Regions from separate parts of the Mus musculus genome. Here region 1 is linked to region 2. The links are chromatin contacts, called in public promoter capture Hi-C maps. All regions are on one chromosome and are shown on one strand. Each heading gives the region's core, a stretch centred on a gene start, on an enhancer-like site or on the middle of the called end of the contact. The rest is flanking DNA. Distances are from core to core; before and after follow the strand shown.

Region 1 (3,250 bases), core at 99-2,598, 360 kb after region 2:
CAGTCTGCCTGACAGGCCACCTCTGACATCCATGCCAAGATGTTCCATTGGGCCTTCCCTCCCAGTCCCAAGTGTCTTAGTGCCAGATGGGGGTGGAAACAAAGGGCAGGAAACATCCGCCCCTGCAGAGCCTGTAGAACCCTGGGGGGTTGTGGGAAACACGTTAGCACCACCTGAGAATGTTGGCACTGAAGCAGTCCTCCTCCCTCCCTGTCTTCCTTCCCCCTCCCCATGTGGCCTGGACAGAAGCTCTTAAACCCAGGCCCTTAGACCTAAGGGAAGGTTTGCTCCACTTCAAAAGAAGAGCAGCTTCTGTCATAAGGCCGAGCACCAGAGCCACACAGTGCCCTGAGCTTTCCACTGCCCTTCTGAGTGAACTGACTTACAGGCCATAGCACTGCACCTTCCTCCTAGGAGGTTTTTAGTTAGGAAAAAGAAAGTCGATTGGTCACTTTTGTTAGCTGGTCTGCACTTGGTATAACTGAGAAAGCTCACTGGTGTCTCAAGGAGGCACCTGCGAGTGGGAACATCCCTCTTCTGCCTTCCTATGCTAGCAGTCACCGGCGCTGCCCTGCTCCTCGTGTGCGCTTAGTCTCTTCGTTCCTAATAATTACAGGAAAAAGTCAGATCTGTGGCCCTTGGCCCTAAAGAGCTTAAGTTTGATAAAGAAATTTAGATTTGGTAGGAAAGGGATAAATGCTAGAGGATATATTTCAGAACATAGTGAGCCTAAGGGTACTAGCAACCGACCGATGCATTGCAGCCACACAGACTAGACACTGACCCTGTATCAGCTGGGCAGATCCCTATATTTCAAGGATGTAAGCAGAGCTCCTGTTCACTCATACTTTCCTTGGTGGACTCCTGCTTTCTGGCCAGAACAACAAAGGGTTAAGTGGAAAGCCTTCCCTGCTTGTGTCTTGTGCTCTTTAACCTGCTCTGTGCTCTTTAGGTCTGACCCCAGCATTGAGAAGTCCCGCCTGGTGCAGAAGCACAAACAAGCGTCCCCTTTGAAGCCTGTTTAGTTTGGAAGCAGGAAAGCAGATTTGGGGATAGAATACCAGTTTTTCCTGTTTGATGTTCTGTTTGCTGTACCATAACTGCTACACATTATCTGGACCTTTCAGCTTCATGGTGCTAAAAGCATGGGGGTGTGTCTGTGTGTGTGTGTGTGTGTGCACATGCGCACGTGTGTGTGTGTGTGTGTGTGTGTGTGTGTGTGTGTGTGTGTGTGTGTGTTCCCATATGGGCCCTTTCCAGAAAATGTTTCTGAATACCCAGACAATGAGTGCCAGGCTCACCATGGAACAGCATGCTCATGCCGACTCCCCAAGCCATGAATCATTGCACTAAGGAGAGGCCTCAGACCCCAAACTCTCTCTAAGCCCCCAAGGAGTGCATATTTCCCACTTGACCTCAGGCTTTTGGCTGGAATTTTGGAAAGAATCTTCACCAGAAAATGAAGCCATGTCCCAGACACATAGACAAGCAGACAGGCGCGTGCACGCTCGCGCGCGCGCGCGCGCACACACACACACACACACACACACACACGTAGATTCAAGGAAGTAATGTGTGCCAAGGTTATGGTTTTACGAAATACCAGGGCCCTTGCAACTCAGTGTGGCTGTCCTTCTTCCTTGTGGCTTCCCTGTACTCTGCCAGACAGGGCAGTAGAACCCTGCCTCCTTTTAGACTGCTACGGCTCAGACCCGAGTAGCTGAAGAAGAGCACCCCACTCACCTTGTGCTCCTATGTTTTCATTGATCTATACTATAAGGAATGCCAGCTCCAGATAATCCTATAAATTCCCCCTGGGAGGAAGATGGAGCTCAGAGGAAGAGGCAGAAAGGAGCTAGAGCTCACCAAAAGTCTTAGATCCCCTCTTATACCCACAAGTATCTATCCTACCAGATTCATTGGAAAACTTGTATGGGAAGGTGGCCTCTGTTGCCTGAGAAAGGAACTGGGCAGAGAGCAGAGGACGCAGACAGGCATAATTGCTCATTATAAACTCTGTCCCGTCAGTGATCAATGAGCTGGACGGCCTCGCCAAAGGGCAGGAGACAGACCACCGGGCTGGGGGCTATGCCCGTGTGGTGCAAGAAAAGGCCCGAAAATCCATTGAGTTCCTCGAACGGAGATTTGAGAGTCGGGACTCCTGCCTGCGGGCCTTGACCAGCCGTGGCAATGAACTTGAATCTATCGCCTTCCGAAGTGAGGACATTACTGGACAGCTGGTGAGACCCCCCAGAGAGAAGTCCATTATTAGAAATGTTCCTGAGCTGGGTAGTGATGGCACACACCTTTAATCCCAGAACTCATGGGAGGCAGAGGCAGGTGGATCTCTGTGAGCTCAAGGCTAGCCTGATCTACAGAGCTAGTTCTAGGACAGCCAGGGCTACACAGAGAAACCCTGTCTTGTGGGGTGGGGGAGAAGGTGTTCCCAAAAGGAAGAAGTAAAAGAAGCCCTTTGAACCTGGGCAGCTAAAGGGTAGCCAACATCAAGGCCCAGGAGGGGAGAGTTCCTTGCTCTTTGAATCACTGAAGACAGACTCAGCCAAGCAGAGCCAAAGCATGTCTGAATAGGACTCTAGGACATAGCCCTGGAAGTACCTCTGCCTCTGCATGGCGCCCCCTCCTGCCCAGTGGTGCTTTTCACACTGTCTTTCTCCAGGGTAACAACGATGACCTGATCCTCTCTTGCTGCCTGCACTACTGCAAAGACAAGGCTAAGGATTACATGCCCACCAGCAAAGGTACAGCTTGGCCTCTCCTTGAGCCATCCATCCCTCTGCCCTGATTTCTCCTACCCATCCACAGTCCCTAAGAAGAGTCTCTGCTGACTTTGGCCTGATAAGTCTATATAAGCCTATACAAGCCTGAGAGCATCTTATTCACCTTCCCAGAGGTTAGACCGACTATCAAAGCTTCCCTGGCCCTAGAGAATGTTATATGATCTAGAGCCAACTAGGAATGAGCCTCTCTAGCCCAGGAAACCCTGCTCTAGGCTGTAAGCTTTCCCACTCAGTCTGCATCTATTTCCTTTCTTGGGTGAGTTCCTTTGACAGCAAGAATGTCTTTATGATTCAGTATAGCTTGTTCAGGCCATGGTCTCCTGCGTCCAGCTTTCTGCAGCCCTGAGCAGTGGGCACACTTTTTTTCCTTTGGCCATGTTCTCCTCCCTACCCATATCAGGGTATTTCTTGAACGTCAACCTGCATCAGACCTGCAGTGGAGGTTCTCCCAA
Region 2 (3,207 bases), core at 492-2,991:
TCCTTTAGAAGACTCAGGGTCATCCCAGCACCCACCTGGTGGCTCGCAACCTTCGGTAACTCCAGAAAGACACCAGGCATGTACGTGATGCACATAATAGTCAGGCAAAACACCTGTACTTAAGATCGTTTAAAATTTTAAATGTTATTGTTTTTCTTCTTATTTCTGAAGACATACAGAAATTCAGAAGGCTAAAGTCATGCTCAGTAACAATTTAGTTGGAGCCACCATATTTTGTTCTGCAGTTGAGGAACTTGAAGGGTAAAGTTAAACAGTGCGTTTTACTTCCAAGGCAAATTTTCTGATACATTTTAGTGGCCTGTACTGCAGTTCTGTTTCAGAACTGACAACAGTTGCAGCATGTAGCCATCCTGGGCTGCTTCATATTGGAAGGGGGAATATAAGAGTTTATTTTTAGCCATGACAATTTAGAATTGATGTCAGCTTAGTGATGGAGTTTGAGATAAAGCAGATCTCGGCTGCTCTGGTGACTGGAGGCCATTGCTCCAGCACTCTACTCATGTGCACTAAGGGGTTACACTCAGCCATTTTCATTCCAAGCCTTTGCTTGTAACATTCTTTTTTTATTATAACTTAAGTTTAAAAATTGGCTTAAATTTCTAACTATCCTTTCTCCATTGAAATGAGTCACAGTTCTTCAAATTTCTTACTGTTTTTCCATGGGTCAGTCTTTAAAATGACAGCATTTTTTTCAAATAATTGATTACAGAGTGGGTCAAAATAAACACAAGGCTATAATATCTTGCAAAGTAAGAATGAATGTCCCCAAATGACATATATTAGAAGGACATAAGACCTAATCCAAGCCAAATTATGTTCTAATGAATAACTCCATAAACAGTGAAGCTAGGAAGGTCATCGTTTTGTAGTTGTCACAGTAATAATTGATCTCTGGGAGAAACCAACATTGGGAAATTTGAAGAGCTGGGTATTGCCTGGGGACTCTAGCTCAGTGGTATAGTAAGTATGAAGCATCTTTTGTACATAGGTTTAATCCTAAGCATTGAAAAACAGCAAAGAACAGGGTATTTACATAGTATCTCTCCTTAGAGTACTGACTTTCAAAGAGTGGGAAATTTAAAGTGCAGAAGCCACAAGGACTGTCCCCACCCATGAGCTCCTGGTCTGATATCCCTAGAAGGACACAGGAGAACCTGTGTTTCCCTCACAACAAAAACAGGTACTCCAAAACTAATTCACTTCCTGACATGAAAGTAATGCATGATCAAGGAACCATTTCAGATTAAAGAGACTAAGGAGACATGACAGACAACTGAAATGCACAGCCACGCACTGGAGTGTGTATACAGGGAAGATTGGGGTAATATTCCAGGCCAGGTCATAATATCATGGGAATATTATATTTTCTCTAGTTTTGATCTTTGCTCTGTGTTGTTACCAAAAGGAAAGTCCGTTATCTGTAAACTGTACATGCCAAAATGTACAGTTCAGCAATGTTTCAAAGCCACCTCCCAAATAGGTTAGAAAAGATACAGAGCATGGGGACTTGTTAGTGGGTGAACCTGGGTGAAGGGTGTAGGAGAGTCACTTGTATTAATCTTGCAACTCTAACCGGCCAGAAATTATTTCAAAATAGTTTTTCTTGAAACTTGGCGTCTCAGAGGAATTGGGAAATGCTGTAATGAGCAGAGCACTGCTCCATGATTAAAAGCTGTAATGGGTTCATGGTCTCTCGGGGGGCCAGAGCTTCCTTTGTTCCTTTTTGTTCCACTTGCATTTTGATGAGTTGTCACAGGGTATCTCTTGAGGTTATAGCAGCATTTAGTGGTTAGGCTCGTTTACATATGAAGCTAGAAAGGGGTGGTTATATGTGTCTTTGAGACAATTTTCAAGTATCAGGGCAGCTTTTGAACTCATTATTTAGTGGATGATTACTTTGAATTTCTGATTCTCCTGCCTCTACCTCCCAAGGTATGCACCATTTTGTCCATGGCTTTGTTTGTGCTACGCAAGCACCTTCCCCTGTGCCCCCTTTTTTTGAGACAGACTCATATAATCTATGATTGAGACTGACTTGATTCTGATGCTACCCTTCCTGAGTGCTGGGGGTAATTTATAGCTTTGCACCATACCCAGCCTGTACATCTTCTTCTTTTTTTTTATGGATCTTTTTTTTTTTTTAAAGATTTATTTATTTACTATATGTAAGTACATTGTACCTGTCTTCAGACACTCCAGAAGAGGGAGTCAGATCTCGTTACAGATGGTTGTGAGCCACCATGTGGTTGCTGGGATTTGAACTCTGGACCTTCGGAAGAGCAGTTGGGTGCTCTTACCCACTGAGCCATCTCACCAGCCCTGTACTTCTTCTTTAAATGTACTTAATAAAAGAACTTGGGCTGGGAAGAGATTGAGTTTAAACTTGGCTTTAGTTGGTACAAGAACCATTTGAGTCACCTACTTCTAGAGTTTAAGAAGTGTCTTCTGAAGAATTTGTATCTAGTTATGAGATTGTATAGTAAAAGTTGTTTTTAAATATTTTTTGTAGTGCCGGGCTTGGTGGCGCACGCCTTTAATCCCAGCATTTGGGAGGCAGAGGCAGGTGGATTTCTAAGTTTGAGGCCAGCCTGGTCTACAAAGTGAGTTCCCGGACAGCCAGGACTATACAGAGAAACCCTGTCTCGAAAAAAAAAAAAAATTGTATTCAGGCTAGGGATGTGGGTAAATTGATAGAGTGTTTGTCTGGCATGCAAAAATTTGTGGGCTCAGTCCCAACCCACAAGCACTGAACATACCCAGCATAGTGGTACCTGCTTGTAATCCTAACACTGGGGTGAGATGGGGGTGAGGCAGAGGGTCAGAAGTTCAAAGTCATCCAGGCTACACAGAAAGATGGAGGGTAGCCGGAACTAGACTCTCAATCTCTCTTGCTTCTCACCCACTTCCCCACTTCTGTGTTTCCCTTTCATGTCTATATATTCTGTGATGACTTAACTCTTTCATACATCCTTTTTTTTTTGGTTGATTTTTTTTCTTTTCTTTTTTTAAAGAATTTTTTATTTTATGTATATGAGTACACTGTAGCTGTCTTCAGACACACCAGAAGAGGGCATTGGATCCCATTACAGATGGTTGTGAGCTACCATGTGGTTGCTGGAAATTGAACTCAGGACCTTATGAAGAACAGTTAGTGCTTTTACCTGCTGAGCCATCTCTCCAGGCTTC

What was found. Capture Hi-C pulls out chosen DNA fragments and counts their contacts.
Region 1: a contact with region 2 is called in a promoter capture Hi-C map of adipose tissue. The contact joins two enhancer-like sites. A contact is called at or near these places in 2 of 484 Hi-C or Micro-C datasets (B cells and embryonic fibroblasts), 1 of 115 datasets of contacts at active chromatin or transcription factors (bone marrow-derived macrophages) and 1 of 9 other capture datasets (adipose tissue).

The regions. Positions count from the first base shown.
Region 1 is chr11:75,157,148-75,160,397 of GRCm38.p6, forward strand. Smg6 (Smg-6 homolog, nonsense mediated mRNA decay factor (C. elegans)) reads left to right here. Exons shown (of 19, transcript NM_001002764.2): 17 at 2,029-2,240; 18 at 2,678-2,759. Among named protein-coding and RNA genes, the nearest start is that of Hic1, 11 kb to the right of the region's middle. Within about 2 kb of position 1,349, at least 38 of the 459 cell types and tissues checked have an H3K27ac peak or open chromatin away from gene starts, as enhancers often do. A contact at or near this core is called in adipose tissue, where this site is marked.
Region 2 is chr11:74,799,255-74,802,461 of GRCm38.p6, forward strand. All of the region lies in intron 6 of Mettl16 (methyltransferase like 16), which reads left to right. Among named protein-coding and RNA genes, the nearest start is that of Mettl16, 30 kb to the left of the region's middle. Within about 2 kb of position 1,742, at least 24 of the 459 cell types and tissues checked have an H3K27ac peak or open chromatin away from gene starts, as enhancers often do. A contact at or near this core is called in adipose tissue, where this site is marked.